Regions from separate parts of the Triticum aestivum genome. Here region 2 is linked to region 1. A link is a contact called in public Hi-C data. All regions are on one chromosome and are shown on one strand. Each heading gives the region's core, a stretch centred on a gene start, on an enhancer-like site or on the middle of the called end of the contact. The rest is flanking DNA. Distances are from core to core; before and after follow the strand shown. Region 1 has its middle 13 kb from the start of LOC123064489. Region 2 has its middle 51 kb from the start of LOC123064489.

The links. Hi-C and Micro-C count contacts between places; a contact is called where the count stands out from the background.
Region 2: a Hi-C map of leaf shows a contact between it and region 1, with 2.1 times the contacts expected there. The contact joins two enhancer-like sites. A contact is called at or near these places in 2 of 5 Hi-C or Micro-C datasets (both in leaf).

What each region holds. Positions count from the first base shown.
Region 1 is chr3B:27,316,935-27,320,104 of IWGSC CS RefSeq v2.1, forward strand. No RefSeq gene overlaps it. Among protein-coding and RNA genes, the nearest start is that of LOC123064489, 13 kb to the left of the region's middle. Within about 2 kb of position 1,632, at least 6 of the 8 cell types and tissues checked have an H3K27ac peak or open chromatin away from gene starts, as enhancers often do. A contact at or near this core is called in leaf, where this site is marked.
Region 2 is chr3B:27,354,608-27,357,950 of IWGSC CS RefSeq v2.1, forward strand. No RefSeq gene overlaps it. Among protein-coding and RNA genes, the nearest start is that of LOC123064489, 51 kb to the left of the region's middle. Within about 2 kb of position 1,999, at least 3 of the 8 cell types and tissues checked have an H3K27ac peak or open chromatin away from gene starts, as enhancers often do. A contact at or near this core is called in leaf, where this site is marked.

The DNA of each region.
Region 1 (3,170 bases), core at 382-2,881:
GCTCAGGCTGGACGAAGGGGTTTATATAGGAAGATCTTTAGTACCGGTTTATTAGACGAATCAGGACTAGAAGTGACTAAAGGTGCACTTCTAGTCCCGGTTCGTGGCATGATCCGGTACTAGAGGTGCTGGTGGGGCCGCAGCCTGACACTAGCCTGTCACCACCTCTTTAGTACCGGTTCGTGGGACAAACCGGTACTAAAGGTTAGCCATGAGCCGGTACTAATGCGACCCGCCTGCCTAGTCGTTGGAACCAGCACTAATGGTCACATTAGTGTCGGTTTAAATACAAACCGAGGCTAATGAGCTTCACATTAGGCCCTTTTTCTACTAGTGCTCGTGTAGGTGGAGGTCGTCGTTTGGCGTCGTGGTGGCATCGATGGTGGAGGACCTGCCAAGGTTGCCACCTCAATCTGCTCTGAAGATGGACCAGTGGAAGATGTCGGCGACGACACATGTGAGTGCGTCGGACCGGTTTGTGCCCCGAACCCGGCAGATGAGTCGGTCGGGGCCTCCGGCTTTAGATGTTAGGCTTAGGTGAGAGGTCTGGGTATGTGGCCCAGCTTGCATCCCTTCATTATTTGGATAGGTTTAGCAGCAGATGTTGCCAAGATGACGGATTCAGACATATTGTTGTTCTACTTTGTAAGGTCCTCAAGAATAATCAATAAAATGGCCACATGCATCTCCGAGATGCAGAGGCCGGGGTCATCCTCCTTTTCGAAAAAAAACATGAATACATCACTGTGAGCCAAAAATACAATAATCTACACTGTAAGTAGATTATTTTGTACTTACAATGTATCAACACCATTGCCGTATTTGTAGTAGGCTTGGCCTCAACACCTTATACCGTTGGGCCATATGGACTTATGTAAAAAAAAAGAGCGGGCCGATAATGGCCGTCGCCATCGGTTGAAATCTGAAGATCCATGCGCCACCGAGTTGACATTGACACCACAAAGCAGCCGCCAGAACACGAGGATAACTTAACCACCCCTGTCTGTCATGCAGCATTAGTGTTGAACAAAGAACCGCCTGCAGATGCATCTCGCCGCTGTACTGGACTTGGGTCTGGAGTGGATGCAAAGCAAAACCACTAGTCACCTACTGTACTACCCTGGCCGCCTGACAAACCCGGGTCAAACAAAGATCAAAGGCACATGATAGGAAGTGAGGTGACATTGTGCTCCACAGTCTGACCGGAAACCTCAGCCACGAATGATGAATTCCATGAGCAATGGAAGAATACGGCAATGATAATCTGGTGCTCCAATTTGGCTGGCTATCTCGTCCCCCAGCGTTCGTTTTGACAGAGCACAGGACCCAGGTCATTGGTGAGCATCACGGGCACGGGCTCACTGGCTCGTGTAACCATGTGACAGCGACGTGCAATCCAGTGGACGCTACGCTGTGTACAGTACCGCTGCCGGTCGCCAGGAAGAAAAGGTCGAGGAAACGGGCGGAGTTCACCATGCATTTGCATGTGGACCACGGCAGCGAGCGCTCGCAGTCGCTGCCGGGCAGAAGAAAAATGTCCGTGCCAAGTGCAGCTCGATCGAGTACCTGGCGTCCTGGCCTGGATCTGCTCCTACTCAGCTTTCGTTTCACTGGAGCCTCTTCTGCGCGAGCACGTGCCATCAAAGATGTGACAGTGATCGATCGACTTTGACAACATGTGGTAGCGATGGATCGATCAGGACAGGTTCACCGCGGTTTTTTACCATTCTTCTTGCTCATCGGTTGCTGCTAACCATAGGGAAAATACAGGCGATATAGGGTCTGTTTGGTTCATGACTAATTTTGCCACAATAAAACTTAGGCAAAGTGCGACTGCCACAAAAAGTGTGGCTAATAAAATGGCCACCACAAGTATGACAAGATTTGGCAAGAAGTTTAGTCTATGATATGTGGACCATGTAACTAGAAAAGTATGGCATGTCACAAGTGTGACAATGAACTAAACACATGCCTAAGATATTGTGGCACGCCTAAGTTTAGGCGTGGCAACCTTAGGCTGCAAACCAAACAGGCCCATAGTAACACTGTCGTGGATAATTATGTTGTGAACTTGGACTATCTCGCGACTTTTTGTGGAAGCTCACTAGCGCCGAGATTTGATGTCGATGGGGATGTGGACAGCCCACTAGCCGGGAGCACCAACAGGAGCCACGCAAGTAGGAGTGCGTACGTGCATATGGCGTCCAACTGGCTTGGATCCCATTCCCGTCTGTTTTCCTGAGCGGACAGATGCTTGTTCAAGACCGCCATAACTTCTACGTATCTGAATGATCGATCGGCATCAACTTTTTAACACACGGGTCGCCATCGATACACAACAGCTTTCTTTAAAAAATCTGGATAAACAGCAGCTCGGGGTGAAGATTCAACGGAAGTGGGATGGGGTATCCGACAGAACCTCCTCTTTCGACCACGCAACGTGCGCTCGGCCGCCGCTCGACTGTTTTGGCTGCGGCTTGTATATGTGTGTCATGCACCGTCCGTCCATACATCGTTGGGTGGCCATCGCGAGTGTTGACGAGTAGCCCGACGGCGAATCAACCTGTGGTTGAGTTGGTTAGATGGACAGTGGTATCCTTAATCCATCAAGGTACAAATCCTGGTGCTCACAATATTCCTGAATTTATTTCAGGATTTCCGGCGATGCGCTTTTAGTGGGAGGAGACGTTACCGTCGACGACGAGGCGCCTATGGTGACTTTATAAATTTCGAGATGATATGTCGGCTCAGTCTCTCGGAGGTGCTCATAGGGGTAGGGTGTGCGTGTGTGCGTTCATAGGGGTGAGTGTATGCGCATGTATATGAGCGCTTGTGTCTGTACTGATGCTCAAAAAAAAAGACGAGTAGCCCGACGCTGACGGCCCCGGATCTCGCGGCACCAGAATATTGAGCATTTTTTTTCCGGTATCAATAAGTCCCAAACGTTAGAATTTTTTATTCTCTCCCGAACTGCCTCATTGCCGTTCATTTCCCCGACACGAATCGCTACGCATAGGGCTGCCATGTCATTTTTTGCAATCGTTCGGGCTGGGTCGAGAGCAACCGAACGAAAGGACCACACATTCCCTTATCCATTCCTTCTGTTAGGATTTAAATCTGTAATTAGAGATAATCCTCCCTTGTACAAACTGCTCGTGCGGTTTGCCAGG
Region 2 (3,343 bases), core at 749-3,248, 38 kb after region 1:
GCGGTGGGTATATATGGGCAAGTTATTTGTCCCAGTTCGTGGCATGAACCGGGACTAAAGCCACCCCTTCTGTCCCGGTTCATGCCACGAACCGGGACCAATGGTTGTGGGCCAGGAGCGAGGACCATTGGTCCCGGTTCGTGGCTCGAACCGGGACAAATGGTTCTACACGAACCGGGACCAATGCCCACGAGGCCCCGGCCGGCCCCCTGGGCTCATGAACCGGGTCTAATACCCCCCATTGGTCCCGGTTCTTGAAGAACCGGGACTAATGGGCTGGCCAGCAGCGAACGATAGCCCTGTTTTCTACTAGTGATATGGCCCTTATACTGCCCTTGCCAAGCAGAAGGGAAGTTCTTCCACTCCCAGTGCATACTGTCTATGCTTCCAAGCATCCCTGGGAAGCCCCTGCTCGCATTCATCGTCAACAAACGGGTTGTATCTTCAGCAGTCGGCTCTCTCAAGTACTCAGGGCCAAACACATCAATAACAGCCTTGCAGAACTTATACAGGGACTCTAGGCATATAGACTCGCTCATATGGACGTACTCATCTATGAGATCACCTGGCACTCTGTATGCAAGCATTCGAGTGACGACAATGATTTTTGATAAAAGGAGAAACCAATCTTTCCAACGGCATCCTCTTTGCACTCGAAGTAGTCATCGTAGCCGACCACCCCCTCTCTAATACGGTTGAAAAGATGCCTACTCATACGAAAACAACAGCGAAATTTCTGATGTTTGAACGACAGATTTGTTGTATCAAAGTAGTCCTTCTAAAAAGGAAATGCCCGCTCTCCCGGTTGCGATTCAACGCCGGAAGGTGGCCCGGAATGGAGGCACAGAACGCCGCGCGCTGGCGATTGAGGTGGTGATGTACCAACATGTCAGCCAGTATCTCCTCCTCGTCATCGGATGATGAATCGTTGGAGTCACAAAGGAAATTGTGAAAAAAAGAACTCGTCGGCAGAGTCCATTTTGTACCTTGACAAACTGTCGAACAGCTTGCGGGCGTCAATGAAGAAGACGGTCGGTGAAGGGAGTCGCGGCGCGCACGGACCAGCTAGCTGCCCTGCGGCGTCCGACAAGCGTGTCGGTGAGGATCTGGCCGGGAACGACGAGGCGACTTCTTGGTCGCGGTCACGCCAGTGTCGGGGTGGGAACGGGGGTGGGAAGCAGTCGGTTCCCCGGCGGCAAGACGATGGTGGCGGGCGACGTTGGAGGTGGCGGCGTTGCTCAGAGGATGTTGCAGCCGCTGGCAGCTGGCAGCTGGGAGAGACACTGAAAAAATGGGCGGCGGCGGCGACGACGAAGGAGGCAGGCGTGGTTGTTGTTGGATGGGGGAAGGCCAATGCGCCATCGATCAGCGGGCCCGGGGAGGAGAAGGGGAGCACGCGCGCATTCATCACGTGTCCGCGCCGACGCAAATCCGGCTCAAAAATGGGCCGGGAATAGATCGCCCGCGGACGAAAAACGGACGCACGTCCGTTTGGGTCAGTGCGTTGGGCCGACTTTTGTTTCCGCGCGGATTCAAACGGACGTTAACGGACGAAATAGATCGCCCCATTGAAGTTGCTCATAGTGTTGATCTTTTTCCAAAAGCGCCGCCTGCATACGGATATCGACACTGCACGCTGGACTGGACTTTGGAGTGGAAGCAAAGCAAACCATCTAGTACTACCTCCGTTCGAAAATACTTGTCATCAAAATGGATAAAAAGGATGTTTCTAAAACTAAAATACATCTAGACATGTTCCCTTTTATTCATTTGAATGACAAATATTTTCGGACGAAGGGAGTAGTCACCTACTACGCTGACAAACCACGGGTCAAACAAAGAATCAACGATTTCATAACAGGAGGTGAGATGATATCGTGCTCCACAAACTGGGCACGAATGATTGATTCCACGAGGGATAAAATACGCCAATAATTGCCCAGTGTCGGCCCCTCATTTCCTCCGTCTTTCCCCCAACTTTGCAGGCTATCGTTCTCATGTGTCTGGGTTTGACTGAGCCCAGCACCCCAGGTCATCAGTGTCACGGGGCGCGAGCTCAGTGGCTCATGTTAAAAGCGACCTCCATCGCACTGGATTAAGTTGCTCGTGAGCTTGTTAGTTTAGCAAAATGCTCGGTGACAAAGGATTGGTTCAAAGAATCTACGAATAAAATTGTAAATCTTCTCATAAACCACCAGTACTCTCTCATTTTCGGTTTATAAGGCTCAAATCTAAAATCTTATCAACCAAATCATTTTATGAGTGGATGAATGCATTTCATACTTTACAAAACTACTTAAATTAAACTCATGCATTAATTTAGATTAATTGTTGTGCATGCATGTTTCGTCACTAGATGAGTAAGAACATTTTTTTTAATTCTTGTATGCAAAGATTTAAAGCGCCTCGAAAATTAAAAATAAGATGGATATGAAGCCTTTAAATAAAAAAATAAAAAAATTTGAAATAAGCCCTATAAACCGAAAAGGAATGATTAATAAAGTTTACTGTTCTTTTTCAAAAAAAGAACTCCACTCCACTGGACGCCGCGCTGCAGACACACACACAGCCTGCCCCTACAGATCACCAGGAAAACGTTGAACAATCGGGCGGACCTAACCATGCCGACTGTCAGCTAGCACTCGTCAGACGCTGTCAAAAATCTCCGTGACAAGTGCAACTCGGTCGTGTACCTTCCTGGCGTCCGGGCCTGGATCTGCTTTTACACAGCTATCAATTCGGGCTCTTTCTGCCCGAGCACGTGTCTTGAACTGTATGGCTCTCTTTTTATATTGAATAAAATATATTATGTGTAGCGATCAATGGATCGATCAGCGCAAGTTCTCCTGCTTCATCGGGTCCTGTCAACCATACGCAAATTATACAAGTGTATATATGTATTTGTCGTGGAAAATTATGTTTAGAGCATGGACTATCTCACAACTTTTTGTGAAGCAGTAGAGCATAGGCCAAGCGTTGAGATTTGACTTGGGGTGGCGCTGGGGATGGAGACTGTCTACTAGCCGGGAGCACCAGCAACCTTGGATCCCATTCCCGCTCAACCTTGCGTCTATTTGCCAACGCAGAGCAGATCGACGCTCAATCAAGGTCACCATAACTGTTATCAGAATGATCGATCTCTTTCGTTTCCACAGCTTAGCACTCGGGTCGCCATCGGCAAACAGCGGCTGGGATGGACTGAAGATTCAGCGGAGGTGGAATGGAGTATCCGACAGAACCTCCTCTTCCAACACGCAACGTGCGCTCATCTGTTTGTTGGCTGCAGCATGTGTGCCATACTGCCAGGTCCCATTCATCCTTACATCGTTGGGTGGCCAGACGG